2 separate regions of the Bos taurus genome follow, and region 1 is linked to region 2. Evidence: chromatin contacts called from public Hi-C data. All regions are on one chromosome and are shown on one strand. Each heading gives the region's core, a stretch centred on a gene start, on an enhancer-like site or on the middle of the called end of the contact. The rest is flanking DNA. Distances are from core to core; before and after follow the strand shown. Region 1 has its middle 99 kb from the start of CCDC34. Region 2 has its middle 160 kb from the start of BBOX1.

Region 1 (4,782 bases), core at 1,898-4,397, 71 kb after region 2:
CTGCATCAGAGGCACACACACAAAAACTGACATTATGATAATTAGTCTCCACAACATGCTTTCAAGGGAGGCATTATTAGGCCCATGTTATAGGTGGAGAAACTGCAGACACGAAGAAGCTATTTTTCCCACCCAAGGCCACCCAGTGTCAGGGATGAAAATGAGGTCAAAAACTAGGAGCAAGCCATACTCAGCATAAGCCAGGAGACATTTTCTACAAGGAATGTTAAAGTAAGCTTTTTAACCAGTGCCTAGATATATTTCTTGTAGAAAATATTGCATGGCTTACGCTGAGGAGTTTAAGATCCCACACTGGCAATGCAGCGGGCATGGGTTCGATATCTGGTCAGGGAACTCAGACTGTGCATGCCACATGGCACAGCCAAAAGAAAAAGTGAAAGGTGGAAAAGCACAGACGAGCTCTAGATACAATATTTTGTTATTTGTTATAATTTGATGTGATTTTGAATGTATTCATCACCACAAATGTTTTCCACAATCCCCGTTTCTTGAATGTCTTTTACTATTACACCTGTGTGACTTTGGACAGGTTATTTAATCTCTCTGTGCCCCCATTTCCTCACCTGTGAAAAATCGGGATAATAATTTCCTCCCTTGCAAAAACTGGGGATCTCACCAGGAATGAGATGAGGTCGTGTGTGTAAGAAACTTCAGCAGAGTCTGGCGTGGAGTAGGTATCGCATGGCAGTTATTCCTGCACAGATTCGGCCACACCTCTCCTCACAATAAGGCAAGTTGGTCCATGGTAGAAGCCGTTGGGTTCACTGGTCTCTGCTCCCCACAAGGCTGGAGAGGCAGTAAACTTGGAGTAGGCTTTAAAAAGTAATTTTGTCTGAATCCCAAAGGACAAGGGATTCTCCATATGACTTATTTCCCTTCCTGAGTTTCATACTGTTCAGTCATACCCCTTTAACTAAATATTTACCATTATATATATATATACGTGAAATGCCCAGTTTCCAAGAATGTTTTTGTTATCATGATTTCTTCATATTTTATAATCTTCAAAGTGATTTCACAAACATCATTTCACTGAAATCTGGTATCAATTCTGTGAAGAAGCAAACTCTAAATGTGTTCATTTTATGGATGGGGAAACTGAGATACTCTGAAATAATTGTCTCCAGGTCATATTGATTAATAGTAATAATAGTTACTAACATTTTTGAAAACCCAGTATTAGGTTAAACACAAGAAAATGCTGATATTCTACCACTTTAAAGCTGCAAAATAGTAATTTCATATTGTCTAACATAAATGCTAAGTGTATCTGTCATTTAAACCTCATATCAACCCTGTAAAGGAAGAACAACCCCCCATTTTATCAACAAGGGGAATGAAGATTTAGAGGCAAAGACATTTGCCCAAGGTCAAACAGTGGAGCCAGGGTTCAGAGCACAAACTATTACCAGCTCCACTGTATGGCCTAGGAAATAGGACTTGCACTGCTACCCTAATCTCTGACTACTAATGTAACATTGTTACTATTAAAAACATAACATGTTCATACTCACTCTCTGTAACAGCTACATAAGGGAGAAAAGATCATCCCCATATTGAAAATGAGAAAGCTGAGACTTGGAACTGTTTCATGGCTTGGCCAAAGTCAAACAGCCCTTAAATTTTGGAGTTGAGACTCAAACCAAGGCTGTGCAACTTCAACATTTGGGCTTTTGCTACCACATCAGCGGTTCCCAAGTCGCCTGGGGACCTTTAAAAACCGCCAAAATCCCGGTGAATCTGCAAACATATTTAATGACAACCTCTTCCCAAGGTGGCTCAAGTGGTAAAGTAATCCTCCAGCCAATGCAGAAGTCATAGGAAAGACGGGTTAGATCCCTGGGTCGGGAAGATCCCCTGGAGGAGGAAATGGCACCCCACTCCAGCATTCTCACCTGGGAAATCCCATGGACAGAGGAGCCTGGTGGGCTACGGCCCATGGGGTCAGTCCAGCACAACTGAGCATACACACACACTTGAGCTAGAACACATGAATGCATAGTTTTTGAAACATTCCAAGTGACCTCAGTGGGCAAACAAGCTTGGGAGCCACTGTACTACCCAGGCTCCAGCCATCCCCACCCCACCTACTACATCTTCTACTCTATGGTAGCTACAGGCCCTGAAGACTCTGCTATCAGTTTAACCCCATAGACGTGATCTTAATTGTGTTTTATACAGCAGGAGTGTCTGTTTCGCAGACACATTCTGCAGAGAGCTCCCAGCAGCGACAAAAACAAGTCAAAGCAATGGGCCAATCTCATTATCTTCCCACTAACAACAATCAGCTATCACTGAGGCTAAAATGGACAATGGTTCACTGAGGGTGACCCTCCACTCTCCTGAGTATTTAGCTCCAGCCTCCAGGTACCCTGAAGGGAGACAGCTGAGTATCACTGGAGTCTGGCTGGGGAGTGAGGCAGCGGCTCTGGCCAGCCCTGAGCAGTGCGGCAGCCTCCACCTTCATCATCACTCGCATTTGCCATATTCAGGGTCAGGACCATGCTACTGGATGTGAACAGGGAGGCATGTATTGCCTCCCACTGGGTCCAGTCACCACCAGTTCAGAATACTTCATCTGTCCGAACTTCACTTATTTTCAAAAATATGCTTCTTTGATTTCTGCAAGCCAAACCCATGGAAAAATAACGGAAACCGAATGCCAGGGAAATGGCGCCAAGGCAAACACATGTGAGCCCTGAAATAACAGGAGATACTGTGGTCACGTCTGACCTTCTGAACTGTGCTATGGGTTGAAGCAAAAACAGCTCTTGCTGCTGCTTATGGGGTGCATGGTAATGCTAGTTTATTTGTAATGCAGAAGAACTTGGGTTTAGCAAGATTGCCTTTTGAAACTTGGACTCGGCCAAGGGGCCAGAAATAATATCCTTTTGAGGAATGACTGTTTTGTTTTTTTTTTTAAAAAGACCACCCTTCACCTCTGGAATCAACACAAGCCCAGAATCTCCTGATTTTTATCTGTCAAATGATTAATATCTAAGACTCCCAGAGCTTCTACAAATGTTTCTTTTCTGATTATGGCAATATTTTGGTGCAGTCTAACATAGAAGCAGGAATGCAAGTTCACTTGTTGATTTCAGCAGCCTGCAAGAGATAAATGTGGAAGGGCCCAGATGGGAACATAAAATGATGACTCGGGGTCAAAAGTGAATACACAGAAGGCTCCTGGATCCCACATTAACCAGTTCAGGCCCCAGTAGTAAAGCAGTCTCAGACCCACTAAAGGACTGCCAACAGTTACATTCTTAGTAGTTGTATTCTGGGCACACAAAGCAAGTTACCCAGAGGAATTTGCTCCATGTTAACATTACCAAGAAAAGACCACAAGCTACAGAGTTCATGCAAATGAAGACTGGTTCCCATGGAAGAGATTAAAACAATTGCCAAGCTTGCCTAAAAATGAAATACACATTTTCAGGTAGTTTTTGGGTAATATTCTCTTCCTTTAGTTACATCATTTGCTACATATCCAGATGTGTCTTAAAGAGAAAAAAATACATGGTAAAGCTAGCTTTATTGTAATTATCATGGGGAAAACACCCTATAAAAGAAACAATACAAATATTTTGTAGTGCTGTATGTTCAAATGTAATTACTTTTCATGTTAATATATTTAATCCTCACAAATAGGGATTGCTATTAACTGCCAGAAATTCTATTGACATTTTTATTTTAATGGAATCATATTTATCAGTCTTTTCATCTGTTCTTTCTCTTGCTAGGAAATAAAAAAATCAAAGCATTGTTCAAGAATTTTAAAAATCCCCAAAATAAAAAACACTTCTCCTGTATTTTCTTCTACAAAGTTCCAGTGTTCAATTTTCATATTTAGGCTTATAATTTATCATGAATTTACTTTGGAATATGTGGGGTAGGAAACAAACATATTTTTCCCAAAAGGATAACCAATTTTCCTAGTAACACTTATTCCTAGTACCACCATCATTTCCACACCAATAATGTCACATTCGTCATATGTCAGGCTTACCTATCAGTGCGGGTTGGCTTCTGGGCTTTGTTCCGTTTATTCCTATCATGACACTACACAATCTTAATTGCTACAGCTTTACAGCATGTTTATATCCGACAGAAGAATTCCAACACCCTCCTCACCAATCTTGTCTATTTTTTTTATACCAAAACTTATATCAATTTTAGGATGACTTGATTAAGTTCCAGGAAAAACTCTATTGAGGTTTTTGCTATAATTTGCAAGTTAATTTGGGGGAATTGATATCTTCTTGATACTGAGTTATCACATCAATGAACAAGGTATGTTTCTCCACTTCTGTTGCCTTTCTATCCTGATTAACAGAAAGAGTCTTTGTCTTATCCCTGATTTTAAAGCAAAAGATTTTAACATGTCATCCTTAAAAAATGTTTGCTGTAGATCTTTAGTACATGCCCTTATTAATTGAGCAAGTTTCCTTCTATTTTCCTAAGTTTTTAATTATGGACAGGTATTGAATTTTATCAAACCCTGTTGATACTTTTCTCCTTTCATCTTTTTAATATCAACTCATCTTTGCATTCCTATGATAAATCCACTTTTATTTTAATAGGTTTATTAATATTCAACTATTCTGCTTATAAGCACATTTATTGAACTGGCCAAAAATTTCATTTGGGTTTTCCATAAGTTATGGGAAAGCCCAAGTGAACTTTTTGACCAACAAAATATTTGTAAATGTAGCTGGTTTATAATCTTCTTTTCTTATACTCTGTTTGAGTTGGAAAATG
Region 2 (4,826 bases), core at 2,272-4,771:
CTGTTTGTGTTTTGTAAATAAATTCATTTGTATCATTTTTTAGATTCCACATACAAGCGATACCATATTGGATTTGTCTTTGACTTGTTTCATTTAGTAGGATCATCTCTAGGTCCATCCATGTTGCTGAAAATGGCATTATTTCATTCTTTTTTATGATTAATATTTCATTGTGTGTATATGTGTAGATATATATATTATATATATGTACCACATCTTCCTTATGCATTCATCTGTTGACAGACATTTAAGTTGCTTCCATATCTTGGCTATTGTAAATAGTGTGGCAATGAGCATTAGGGTGCATGGATCTTTTCAAATTAGAGTTTTCTCTGGATATATGCCCAAGAGTGGGATTAGTGGGTCATATGGCAACTCTATTTTTAGTTTTTTGAGGAACCTCCATACTGTTTTCCATAGCAGCCACTCCAATTTACATTCTCACCAGCAGTGTAGGAGGGTTCCCTTTTCTCCACATCCTCTCCAGCATTTATTATTTGTAGACTTTTTAATGATGACCATTCTGACTGGTGTGAAATGGTACCCCATTGTAGTTTTGATTGACATTTCTCTAGTAATTAGAGGTGTTGATCATCTTTTCATATGTCTATTGGCCATCTGTATGTCTTCTTTAGAAAAATGAGAGATTGTTGAGATCTGTAACTCGGCTCTAGGACTTCAGGGAACACTGTGAGGTCAAGGGCTGCCCAAGAAGGTAAGCCAGAGTGAAAGGCTTCTATCAAGCCCACTTTGCTCCCACTGACTTGCAGTAGCAAAATAATGGTCCCCACAACGATGTCAATGTTCTAAGCCTCAGAATCTGTGAATATATTGCCTTGTGTAGCAAAAAGGTGTGACAAAGTTTGTGGCTATGATGAAGTTTATAAATGAGATGAAGCTAAGGACCCCGAGATGGGGAGATTACCCAGGATTATCCACTGGGCCCAATCTAATCACCCAGGACCTTAAAAGTGAAAAATCTTTCCCAGCTGTGGTCAGAGGGAGCTGTGGTTATGGGAGGATGGTCAGAGAGAGGCCACAGTGCTAGCTTTGAAGACAGAGGAAGGGCCATGAGCCAGGAACTGTTCACCCCTCCAGGCTTTCCATGGCTGTAGCCCTGCCAACACCTTGATTTTCACCTAGTGAGACTCCTCTGACTTCTCACCCACAGACCTGTAAAATACTCAGTTCACTTGGTGTTAAGCCACTAACTTAGTGGTGGTGACTTCTTATGACAACACCAAAAACTTGGTGTGCCCCTGCTTCAGCCAGAGCCTCTCCAGTATTACATTTTTGAGATCAGACTTTAGTGTGATATTTCTTTGGGGAAATAAAACAAAGGAGACATTTCCTGATTTTTATTTTTGAAAGTTGAAAACAAATTCTTTTCCCTGCTCCCCCACCTCTCTCTCTCTCCCCCTCTTTAAAAAGAGAAATATTGGTGCCCAAAGAGAGGACATGCTTTGTCCAGGGTCACACAATGACAGGGCAGCCGACCCAGGGTTTACTCTACTACAGCCTTACTGAGTGCTCAGTGATCTCCTCCTCTGGACCAGGGCTGCACCTGTGGGCTCTGCCAGCTGATATGGCACAAAATGTTTGATTAAAAAAAAGCTTTTGTCACTCAGCCATTCAGGCAGGATGAATCAGGCACTGTACCCAGCATCGGCAATGAAGGGGTGAATGCAACCCAGTCCCACCGCTGGGAAACCCAGAGTGCCACTACCAAGAGATATGCAGAGTGTGAAAGAACACAGAGCAAGGCTACTGAGCCCAGTCTGGGAGCTGGCAAAGGCTTTCCATTGGAAGTGACACCTAAGCTAAAGCTGGAAGGGTGAGTAGAGGTTGACCAGACACCGAAGGGAAAGAAGAGTGTTCTGTGCAGAAGGATAGTGGTGCATAGGTGTCAAGAGGAGAGAGGGGCAGCTTCCACGAGTTGAGTGTGTATGAAATACAGGAGTCAAAGAGAAGCAAGTGGGGAAAGGTGAGACTGAAGAAATACCTTGGATTGAGCACAAAAGGCCTTGTGAGCTTAGTTAAATGATCACCTGGGTTTACCTTCAATGAAAGCCCATTCCTGGGTGACAATGGGAAGCCATGGAAGATCTCCCAGCACTGATGCAGAAAGACGCAATACACAGGACTGGGACTGAGTAGGGACACAATAACTTTCTGTTGACTCTGAATTCAGTGTGGTGATGGGTATGATCAATGAGTGTGCAGAGTGCAACAGGAGCAGGGAGAAAGATCTGGGACTCTACCTGGGGAAGCTGGGAAGGTTCACAGAGGATGAGAATAGCAAAGGGCATGTTAAGTGATGTTGTTTTTCTCTGCAATCTTCTATGAGCACCCGCTAAGTCTCTGGGATACATCACATCCCTGTAGATCTTCTTGCCTTGAAAATTCTACTTATTCACACCTCTATCCCTGTTTTTTTTAATTTTATGTTAATGATGTGTCTTCATAGTATAATGTTTAAGTAGCTTTCTAAGGGTATATGGTAAAAACCATTCCCTGCCTTCAGTAAATTTCTTCCTTGTCAACAGACAAGACAGCAAAGTGTCCAGGCTTGTAGGGTTGAATCATAATGTCTAAGTCATTCACGGCTGTTCATTAACAGTTTCATTTTGCCAGTCTCCCTTACAGCTAAGGGTAGATGGACACATGACCCAATTCTGATTAATAGTGTCCTGATCAATTATATATAAGTGTAAGTCAACTGGGAGGGCTTCTGTGATACTTTTGTTCTTTCATTGATAAAATGGCATAGTCATTCCAGGGAAAGGACCCTTTGCCTCTCTACACCCCACCTATCAGCTTTCTATTTTTGAATACTGTTGTGATATCTAGGAATATGGTAGCCATCTTGCAGCCACAGGGAAACCAGGAGAATCAATGACCCACATATGTATGGAGAATGGAAATGTTCCTGGCGTCTTGATGACATTCTTGTGCTAAAGCTCTCACTTTAGAGTACTTACTTCCAGTCTTCATATTACATAAGATAGTTAACCATCTTTATGGCTTAGGCGCTATCAGTCAGATTTTTTGTTACTTGTAAGCAAATATATCCTAAATTATACAATTATTTCCAAAAAGAGGATCATGTTTCTTCTCATTGGAATTATGAGACTCTAAGGCTATTAACAGAGAACAAAGTGGTAGTCTATGGCCAACTAGCCACATGAAGAAACAAGATAACCACTCCAATTCTAGAACAGCAAAGCTTCCTTCCTCCATTCCTTCCTTCCCAGTGACGATTCTTCCTTGGCTGGGAGGAGATGTCTGCTTTTCTGATTTCATAGCTTTCAAGAGCACCCATTGCTTCATTGCCCTTTGCCTTTGGCCAGGTTCATGGTGGTCCCTCTGGAGGGCCTGGCTTGTTAAGAAAATCTGACTTGTCAAAAATCAGAATCAGGTTTTTTTTTTGGCAACTGCAAAGGTAAGCTGTCACCAGTTCTGTCAACAGTCACAGCAGAAAGAGAGCTATTTATTCATCTGCGACCTTCATGAGTCACAGTCTAAACATTCTATGAACCCTCCTGTGGCAAGTCATACCCTGCCCTGATCTCTGGAGAGAGTGCTTCCCACCCAGCACCACTTCAGCACAACAGACTCTCGGCTTTTGGCTGTCTAATCTTGGCACTGCACAAGTGGTCATGTTATTAATGACTCTGAGTCATCATATAGGGCATTCCATCTGGAATGTATGTACTATTTAATGAGCAGGAGGGGGATGGAGGTCTACTCTGTCCCAGGCAAAATGTGAGGTTTCTCATGGCTCTGCTGCTGCCTTACTGTATCCCCTTTAAAATACAATCCTAAATATTTGCATGTCTATAAATTGGTTCAATTTTTTTTAAGAGAGCAATGTGAAGTAAGTCTCCCTCTATTCCCCTCCCTGTCTTCTAGACCCCCTTTCCTGTGTCCCTTCCCTGGAGACAATCACTATTAATCATTTTTAGACATCGTGCCAGAGACATTTTCCTCCTCTCCTTTGTCTTATTCCTCCCTCCTCCCTCTGTATCCTCCCACCCTCTCTCTCGCTCTCTCATTCTCACTCTCTGTATGTGTGTGTATATATACACACACACATATATATACACACACACATAAATGTATATGCATACTTTTTTTTTTTTACACTGGTGAAAGTCAGCTTTATACACTGTTCTCTGTCTTGCTATGTTCCCTTATATTCACTTATCAATACTTTCTGGAGATCATTCCACACGATTTCATACAGGACTTTCTTATTCTGTGAATGTCTGCACATCTCTCTACTATAGACTGTAATATATTCAGCCAGATTCCTAACTGAGAGCCTTAGATTTTTTTTTTCCTAGTCTTTGTTAATGTTTCAACCAATGGCTTTTCACAACTGTCTTATTGTGAGAACATTTCTGAGGGATTAATTCTTGGACATAAAGTTTCTGAATCAGAGTAGATGCATGTAAATTTTTGGTTGATAGTAACACATTTTTATCCAAATATGGAGCTAATTTATACCTTATCAAGAATGTATGAGACCTTGAAATTATTACGTTAAGTAAAAGAAACAGGAAACCAAAAGGCCACGTGTTATATAAGTCCATTTATAATGAAATGGCCAGAATAGACAAATCCTTAGAGATAGAAAGTAGATCGCTGGCTGCAAGGCGCTGGAGGGAGAGAACAGTAAGGAGTGACTAATAGGCACAAGTCTGCTTTGAGGACTGATGAAAATGTTCTGAACTTACATAGTGGTGATGGTTGTGCAATCTCCTAAAATCCACTGAATTGTGTCCTATGTAATGAATTGCATGTGAATTATCTCAATAAAGCCG

Evidence for each region. A called contact is a pair of places that touch in the nucleus more often than the background predicts.
Region 1: a Hi-C map of skin fibroblasts shows a contact between it and region 2, with 4 times the contacts expected there. The contact joins two enhancer-like sites. A contact is called at or near these places in 3 of 11 Hi-C or Micro-C datasets (liver, skeletal muscle and skin fibroblasts).

Annotation. Positions count from the first base shown.
Region 1 is chr15:57,986,539-57,991,320 of ARS-UCD2.0, forward strand. No RefSeq gene overlaps it. Among named protein-coding and RNA genes, the nearest start is that of CCDC34, 99 kb to the right of the region's middle. Within about 2 kb of position 3,148, at least 6 of the 102 cell types and tissues checked have an H3K27ac peak or open chromatin away from gene starts, as enhancers often do. A contact at or near this core is called in skin fibroblasts, where this site is marked.
Region 2 is chr15:57,915,485-57,920,310 of ARS-UCD2.0, forward strand. No RefSeq gene overlaps it. Among named protein-coding and RNA genes, the nearest start is that of BBOX1, 160 kb to the left of the region's middle. Within about 2 kb of position 3,522, at least 19 of the 102 cell types and tissues checked have an H3K27ac peak or open chromatin away from gene starts, as enhancers often do. A contact at or near this core is called in skin fibroblasts, where this site is marked.